3 separate regions of the Mus musculus genome follow, and all the other regions are linked to region 2. A link is a contact called in public Hi-C and HiChIP or PLAC-seq data. All regions are on one chromosome and are shown on one strand. Each heading gives the region's core, a stretch centred on a gene start, on an enhancer-like site or on the middle of the called end of the contact. The rest is flanking DNA. Distances are from core to core; before and after follow the strand shown.

Region 1 (2,700 bases), core at 34-2,533, 250 kb before region 2:
CATATAATCTATACTGAGAATGTTCTCTGTATACTTGTTAGGTGGTGTTCTAAAGATATTGCTAGGTTTAGATATCAATGTGTTCAAGTCTTCTATTTCCTTGTTAATTTACTGTTTTAATTATTCTATTCATGTTCAGTGTTAACATCTCAAAATATTATTGCATATACTTGTATCTACCCAACCCCCAACCCCATTACTGTCTGGTTTCCCCTCATATATTATAAATGCTGGACAAGTATGTTATGACTCTTACATTCATGCAATGTTCTTGTACCATTACATCTTTTTTCATCTTTTTTTGTTGTTTGCAGTACTGGAGACTGACTACTAATTCTTGATTATTGGTTACATTATATTTTCAGGGCCAAAAAAGAAAGCCCTGGGCGTGGTGGCGTATGCCTTTAATCCCAGCACTCAGGAGGCAGAGGCAGGCGGATTTCTGAGTTCGAGGCCAGCCTGGTCTACAAAGTGAGTTCCAGGACAGCCAGGGCTATACAGAGAAACCTTGTCTCAAAAAACAAAACAAAACAAAACAAAACAAAACAAAACAAAACAGCATATTTTCAGGGGCTAGAGAGATGGCTCAGCAGTTAAGAACTGACTGCTTATCCAGAGGTCCTGAGTTCAATTCCCAGCAACCACATAGTGGCTCACAACCATCTGTAATGGGATTCAATGCCCTCTTATGGTGTGTCTGAAAACAGCTGTAGTGTATTCATGTACATAAAATAAATAATTCTTAAAAAAAAAAAAAAAAAGAATGCTATAAAGAGGCCAGAGAAATGGCTCAGCAGTGAAGAATGCACACTGCTCTGGCAGAGGACCTAAGCTCAGTCCCAGAGCCCAACCCCTCCCTGACTCTGCTTCCGGGGAATCAACACTTTCTTCTTTTCTTCAGGATTCAACGGGCACTGCATGGATTACTTGTGTACATCCCCATAGACACACACATGCAAAAATAAAATATATTAAAAAAAAAAAAAGAAAATTCCAGACAATAGAAATATATTACCTGTCGGATTCTTAATTACACAGCTGGTAGCTCCATGAAGATCAGCATGCACATAAATGTCTCCTTAAATAAAAACAAAGTGAAATAATGATACTTTAAGTCCTTTTTCTTTTGTTTTGCTTTCTTACAAATGTTTTACTTTATTTTAAAATTTTATGTGCATAAATGTTCTGGCTGCAAATATGTGAGTGAAGCACCCGTATGCAATGCCTACAGAAGGAAGAAAAAGGAACTCGATCCTCTAGAACTGTGGTTACAGGGGGTTGTGAACCATTGTGCAAGTGCTAGGAACTAAACTCAGATCTGTTGCAAGAGACGTAAGTACTCTTCACTGCTGAGAAATCTCTCCAGCTTGCTTCCTTTCTTTTTTGAAATGGTCTCTTTATGCTACTTAAAGTGGTCCTCTAGACTTAGCCTCTTTAATGGCTCCAACTATAGGTATGCACTACACACCCAGCTTGAAGTCCTATTTGTAAACTGGAAAAATAGTCACAAATTATAGCACCAAAACATTAACCTTTAAAAAATGTGATCCACCATGACTGGAAACTATTTTGTAAATATAGCAGAAGATCAAAAGTCCAAAAAAACAGATTAGCATGGCAATACTACTTTTGATATACCCACTTAACAAAAAGTGGCAAAGACTTCAACAAAATGTAAGCCAAAAAGTGTTAAATCTCTAGTTAATTGTCAAGCAAGAGTAAAGGATAAAAACCAGTGCCTACTAGCAAAGCAACTGATACGCCGTTCAAGAGAAAATCTCATACGATTTTAATCTCACCTGGTGTCAAGTATCTTTTCACAATAATCTCATTCTGCTGCTGATCCCGACCACCTATGATTAAATAGTTCTCTGAACTAATGAACCACAGAAATTTCTCAAACCTATAGAAAGAAAACAAAGTTAACAATTTTTTTATATATATATAAAAAAAGGCCTGAATTCATACCATTTTCAAAACAAAATATAACAAAACAGGAAGTTGCCATGCCTGTATAGAACAAGATATCAGCAATTCTATGGCACAGCTACCATTCAAGCACAGGCAAATCTTACTAAAAACATGTAATACAGTTTTTACAATAGTCTTCCAAGAAATTAGATTCTGTCAGGACATAGTGGCACTTGCCAGTACTGGGGAGGCAGAGGTAAGAGAATCTCTGTGAGTTCTAGGTCACCCAGTGATACAATGAGACTCTGTCTCTGTCAGGGGGAGGGGCAGAAGAGGCAAAGATGGGGAAGAAGAGAAGCAGGAACTAAATTCTATAAAAAAAAAAGTTATCTCACTAGGAATTGTGGGTAAGACATACCGATGTTCCCAGCACTCAGAAGCTGAGGTTCAAGGGCAGCCAGCACAGCTATATATGAACTTAAGGCTAATCTAGGATATCAAACCAAGTCTCTCTCTCTGTCTCTGTCTCTGTCTCTCTCTCTCTCTGACACAGGGTTTCTCTGTGGTGTCACAGCTGTCCTGGAACTCATCCTGTAGACCCAGCTGTCCTCAAATTCAGAGATCTACCTTGCCTCTGCCTTCTAAGCGCCATGTACCACAAACTGCCCAGATATCCGTCTCTGTCTGTCTGTCTGTCTGTCTGTCTGTCTGTCTTTTGGGGGGGGGGACAGGGTTCCTCTGTGTAGTTTTGGCTGTCCTAGAACTCACTCTGTAGACAAGGCTAGCCTT
Region 2 (2,700 bases), core at 23-2,522:
AAGGCATCAACTTAAAACTAAATACTGTCCAATACTGCATAAACTGATATGGGAAGAAAATCATTCCACAAGTCTAATAAAATGTTGTCACTGAGAATAACTAATTTTGGAGCGTCTCACTCTGTGCTGGCCTAGCATTCATGGCAATTGTGAGTGCTAGGATTCTAGGAGTGAGCCAACCTGCATTTTAATTAATTTCCAAAGTCACAGTTAGCAGTCAATGGGAAAAGAAAAACAAATGAACAAACAGACAAACAAACAGAAGGTATCTTAGTTTTCTAGAATATATGCAAATCGGAAAATCCTTTTAAATTTTTCCAAAAAGTCTCCAGTAGAATGCACGCAAGTTTTCTCAACCACCTCGCACAGGCAGGCCTGTATGCCTATCCTGAATTGTGCGAATGTGTTGCCTTTGATAGTTTAACTTCTCTTTACTGCCTCATCATCTATAGAACAAATATCCCACACCTGGAGGTGTTAAACCACGGAGAGCTGTGGGCTTTCGGACACACCAGTTCGACCACTACTCACCTCCTCATAGTATATACAGTCTGCCATCAATATGTAGTCTGGTGACATCAAGTCTTCTATGTCTTCACCCCTTAAAAATGTCAAACGTATGTCTTTAACTGATGCTCTGACGATTTAAAGTGTTCATTTTAGAAACGAGAAGCAGAAGGCTCCCCTCATATTAAGCAAGCGTTGTGTAAAATGCAATTTAAAGCCCATGTAAGCGATCGATTATCTTAAAAACAAGCTGAAAGGCCATACAAACCATTTCAGTACCTTGGCTTGAACAGAACCAGTCACAAGATGCTTGTTCATATCAATATTCATTTTCAGCAAGTCCTGCAGCTCTTCAAGATCAGTGACTATAACATCTGCCCTAAAAAAACAACCTCGTTGAGGTACAGGCGCAAGGCTGCACGCCGGTGACCTGATGCTGGGCGACCAGCGCCTTCCCGCCAGCTCTTACCCGAGGGTCGCAGCCATGAGCCCCACGGCCCCCGTGCCGGAGCCCAGCTCCAGCACCGAGCGCCGACTCAGCGCGTGGGCCCCGTCGCCAGAAAACCCCGGCGTCTCCAGGTATTTGGAAAGGACGATGGCGGCGTCCCACACAACGCAACCCACGCCCCCGGAGCCGTACTGCTGCAGCCGAAGCACTGTCCCATCCCGCTTCTCCAGAACCCGCACAAAGCTCCACAGCGGGTCCTCCACCTCCGGCTCCACGGCGGCCGCCATCCCTGCCCCGGCCCGCCGCAGGCTGCGGCACGCGGTAACGTCACGCCCACGCAGCACCCGTACCTCCCAGCGGCAGGGCGGCTGCCCAAGGCGCATGCGTGACTCTCAAAGTCCGCAGGAAGCAGCAGAACCTACCCAGGAGTGGCCCAGCTGCTGCTACAATGATAGGCACTTTAAGAAGCAAAGCGACCGACAGTGCTTATACATAGCTGGAGAACGGCTCACACAGAGCCGCTGGCGATAGATCTAGGCAGCTACCCAGGTCCTATCTAAAAATGGTTATATTCAAGAAGTTTTCCTACTGTGCTTCCTTTTCATATGAATGCATAAACGTGGTGGCTGGGAACGTGCTACTTGCTTTTAATGGTAAAGAAAAGTTAGTCCTTTTACATCCCACGGGGCCAAAAGATGGCCAGCAAGACCAAGGACTCACATAGTAGAAGGAGAGACCTGCAGGTTGGCCTGTCACATTGGATCTCTAGTATGAACACACACACACACACACACACACACACACACACACACACACGTAATAAACAGATGATAGCTATTCGTTCTTCTAGATTTTTTTCAGCTTTGTTGTTTTTTGTTTTTTTGTTTTCAGGATGGCCTCCTGTATCCCAAGTAGGTTCAAACTCTTCATACTCTTCACGTAGTCGAGTCGCCTTTAAGTCCAGATGCTTCCGTCTAACCTCCCAAGTTCTGCGATTACAGGTGCTCACCACTATTCCCAGCTTCTCCTTGCTCTTTGTGATGAAAAACAATATTGCAAATCTTTTACAAATTAAGACTGAGGTGATTTATTAATCTTGTTAAGAACTCTGATACAAAGCACAGTAAAAGGCCACAGACCAGTAGATAAACAACGTGGCTTTTGGCTACTTTACAATGGCTGCTACTGCACTATCAGCATAACATACATACCTTGATCACTTTGAATGATAGTATCCAAATGGCAAAGCTTTATCCTGATTAAAAAATTTAATAAAGCTTTTTAAAGTATTTTCTGTTTAAATATTACTAATCTGGAAAAACTTTTCAAAAATTTCAGTTAACACGAGATTAAAGACAGTTAATAGGTTTGACAATGGCAGTTGGTTCTTATGCCATAAGACACTTTTGTTCCAGACTTACAAATTAGTCAAATAGCAGATTGTATTATAGGCCTCAAGTCACTTACATTTATAGAGGTTATTAGCATTATCTTTAAATATATACAATATAAATAAACTGTACATATATGGCATATTAATTTTGTCTTCCCAAATAATAGGCAAATCATTAGCTAAACAATGATTAGCTAAACACCATACACTGCAAAACAAAAGGCACATCTTAATGAACACATGCCCTTCTTCTATAATCAGGTTATGTAGAACTGTTTATAATTTTAACAAAATAATAAACACAGTGCATTCTATTATTTCATTCTATTTTCCGTTTTTGTCTTCAGCAGCA
Region 3 (2,700 bases), core at 107-2,606, 180 kb before region 2:
ATGGTTAGTGTTATAGGACAACCATAAGGAAAAGATAATGGTTGGATGCAGGCAGGAGCCACAGAGGCATCCACTATAAACATGTTCCCCCAGCCCCCAAGAATAAAATCTGGAGTCTCACACAAGCTGCACAAACACTTCACAACAGAGCTACACCCCAGTGATACACTTCCTCCAGCAAGGCCTCATCTCTTTTCCAAACAGCCACCAACTAGAGACTAAATATTCAAATTCAAAATATTCAAAATACGTAGGGGATGCCTCATTCAAAGCATCACAGATGCTGAGACTAGCTCCTGGATGGTTCTTAACATTGAAGATTTTAGGGAAGGGTGGTTTAACACTGGTATGTTTTGATATATTTTGCCTTGGTAGCATGTCCATTATGGGACAAGACACCGGGTTTATACATGATCTCAGGTGAGACCACGTCTTAGCAATCTCTCAGAAAGATGGAGACTAGTTACAGTTATGCCACAGAACACCAGAATCTGTATTTACACTGCCCATCTTGCCATCATATCTACCCACTTTTTATTTAACTGGTTTGAGATTCACCAGACACTAGAGCAAGAGTACGGAGAAATACCTTCACCCTCCCAGAAATGCCGTGCTCCACCAGGCCCATGCTAGCTATTTCTGTAGCCAAGGCTTTGTGTTGATTTGATACACAAACCTGCTCATACCAAGACTGGCAAGCAGGTGCCTCCGACAGTGAGATTGCTGAGGTGCCTATAGCCTCGGCCTGGAAGGAAGTGGAGGTGGGGCAGGGGGAACTGATGATGTGGTAAGGCAGACCCCTCCCTCAAGCTTAAGCTACCTTAGGGCTACTTCCAAGAAGAAAAGGCACTACAAAAATCACATATTGCAAAGTAAGGCAGATTAGGTAAAGTGAAGCAAGCAGCAAAGGCCCTGGCTGAGACCTGATGCATAGGAAAGCAACGGGGATGATGCTTTGTTTGATCTGAAGTAAGAAATAAAAGCAACTAATATATGTGTATTTATTTATTTACAAATAAACATTTGCGCTGCTCATTACTAGCCCATGCTGAGGTCCTCTCTCTGCCTCTCAGTGCCCTTCCTCCTTTCTTGCCTCCCTCCCATCTCTTCCTTCCCTTTCTCCCGTCCTCTCTCTGTTCTATTACCCTTTTTTTATAAGCTGGGCACTGATCCAGGAATTGGGAAAGTGGTGGTTGCCAGAGTTTACAGTCTAAATGGATGGTAAGATGAAGTCAATGAATTTGGGAGAGTGATGTACTTCCATGGTCTGTCAGAGGAGGGGACACACACACTGAGCCCAGAACATGGGTCAATTAGGCTTGGAGAGAGCTGACAGGAAATGTTTAATGAGGTCATGAGGCTTGTAAACACTTTGAGGTAGTGCAGAGATAGCACGTCCTCTTTTTTCAGGATTCTACATGCAGGGTGGGGGAAGAGATCATTTTCATCATATTAAGGAAGCATCAATCTATCAATGTTTTAGTGAGAGATTTTATTCAAGAAGTGATCCTGGGGCCAGTGAGATGCCTCAGCAGGAAGAGATTTTCACGGCCAACTCTGACGACCTAAGTTCCATCTCAGAGGTCTCCATGGTGGAAGGAGAAAGCTGATTCCTGAAAACTGTCCTCTGATTTCCACACATGTGCTGCGGTACTTGCATGCACAGACACACACAAAAATTGTAACAATGTAATTGACAAGTGATCCTGAGAATCCTGTAGAAGACTTTCCTCTATAGACCTAGTAATATAGTGAACTGTGTGAGTAATTCTTTCTTTCTCTCTCTCTTTCTTTCTTTCTTTCTTTCTTTCTTTCTTTCTTTCTTTCTTTCTTTCTTTCTTTCTTTCTTTCTTTCTTCCTTCCTTCCTTCCTTCCTTCCTTCCTTCCTTCCTTCCTTCCTTTCTTTCTTTCTTTCTTTCTTTCTTTCTTTCTTTCTTTCTTTTTTAAAATACTGATGTTTTGGGAGCTGGAGAGATGGCTCAGCAGTTAAGATCACTGACTGCTATTCCGGAGGTCCTGAGTTCAAATCTCAGCAATCACTTGGTGGCTCACAACCATCTGTAATGAGATCAGATGCCCTCTTCTGGTGTGTCTGAAAACAGTGACAGTGTGCTCATATACAGAATACATATAAAGTATACATACAAAATACAAATAAAATAAATAAATATTTTTTTAAAAATACTGATGTTTTATTTGAGGCTTTTAAAGCCAAGGCATAGGAATGAGAAAATGTAAGATGAGCTTGGGAGGATGAGAATGAGTTCCAGGCCACACATTTCCACGATGCGCACTGCTTCATAACCAGTCTGGAAGAGGCAGGCATCTCCCAGGGAGGTCTCCCCTCAGGCCACGCTGTGGGGAAGAAACAGCGTCAGGCAACAGTTAATGGAAGGGAGAGAAAGCAGGATGTCTCCCGACTTCCACTGCTCACTAGTCAGTATTTACTCCACGATGTTTAGCTCCCTCAAGCTTGGTTGCTGTGGCTTTGTGGAATGCCAGATGCCACGTCTGTGGTGTGACATTCCATCCAAGCTTAGCAGGAGGAGACAGTCATGTGGATGCTCCGGGATGGAGAGAATCTAGTGAGGTCCACGTGACAGAAAAAACAAAAAACAAAACAAAACAAAAAAACAAAACAAAACAAAACAAAAAAAAAGCCAGTACTAACTGAAGTTGTTTTCTTATTTTCCGGAAGGT

Evidence for each region. A called contact is a pair of places that touch in the nucleus more often than the background predicts. HiChIP or PLAC-seq counts read pairs in DNA pulled down with a chosen protein or histone mark.
Region 1: a contact with region 2 is called in a Hi-C map of bone marrow-derived macrophages, with 25 read pairs. The contact joins the enhancer-like site here to the promoter of Vcpkmt in region 2. A contact is called at or near these places in 19 of 39 promoter capture datasets (the C10 cell line, the HPC-7 cell line, the SN4741 cell line and 12 more), 2 of 15 datasets of contacts at CTCF or cohesin (the NIH/3T3 cell line and large pre-B cells), 5 of 484 Hi-C or Micro-C datasets (the AtT-20 cell line, the F1.1 cell line, bone marrow-derived macrophages and 2 more), 24 of 115 datasets of contacts at active chromatin or transcription factors (the 230-238 cell line, CD8 T cells, DN3 thymocytes and 19 more) and 3 of 9 other capture datasets (adipose tissue, liver and pancreatic islet).
Region 3: a contact with region 2 is called in an H3K4me3 HiChIP or PLAC-seq map of bone marrow-derived macrophages, with 6 times the contacts expected there. The contact joins the enhancer-like site here to the promoter of Vcpkmt in region 2. A contact is called at or near these places in 16 of 39 promoter capture datasets (the C10 cell line, the HPC-7 cell line, the SN4741 cell line and 10 more), 10 of 484 Hi-C or Micro-C datasets (the N1E-115 cell line, bone marrow-derived macrophages, cerebellar granule neurons and 6 more), 31 of 115 datasets of contacts at active chromatin or transcription factors (the 230-238 cell line, CD8 T cells, the HPC-7 cell line and 21 more) and 3 of 9 other capture datasets (adipose tissue, liver and pancreatic islet).

What each region holds. Positions count from the first base shown.
Region 1 is chr12:69,330,073-69,332,772 of GRCm38.p6, forward strand. Nemf (nuclear export mediator factor) reads right to left here. Exons shown (of 33, transcript NM_025441.3): 17 at 1,800-1,903; 18 at 1,016-1,078. Among named protein-coding and RNA genes, the nearest start is that of Nemf, 26 kb to the right of the region's middle. Within about 2 kb of position 1,284, at least 26 of the 459 cell types and tissues checked have an H3K27ac peak or open chromatin away from gene starts, as enhancers often do. A contact at or near this core is called in bone marrow-derived macrophages, hematopoietic stem and progenitor cells and neutrophils, where this site is marked.
Region 2 is chr12:69,581,745-69,584,444 of GRCm38.p6, forward strand. It overlaps Vcpkmt (valosin containing protein lysine (K) methyltransferase), which reads right to left and starts at 1,273. Exons shown (of 6, transcript NM_001033236.3): 1 at 977-1,273; 2 at 776-886; 3 at 532-601. The coding sequence starts at 1,242. Sos2 (SOS Ras/Rho guanine nucleotide exchange factor 2) reads right to left here. Exons shown (of 23, transcript NM_001135559.1): 23 at 2,017-2,700.
Region 3 is chr12:69,399,830-69,402,529 of GRCm38.p6, forward strand. No RefSeq gene overlaps it. Among named protein-coding and RNA genes, the nearest start is that of Arf6, 29 kb to the left of the region's middle. Within about 2 kb of position 1,357, at least 32 of the 459 cell types and tissues checked have an H3K27ac peak or open chromatin away from gene starts, as enhancers often do. A contact at or near this core is called in the HPC-7 cell line, the N1E-115 cell line, Th17 cells and 2 more, where this site is marked.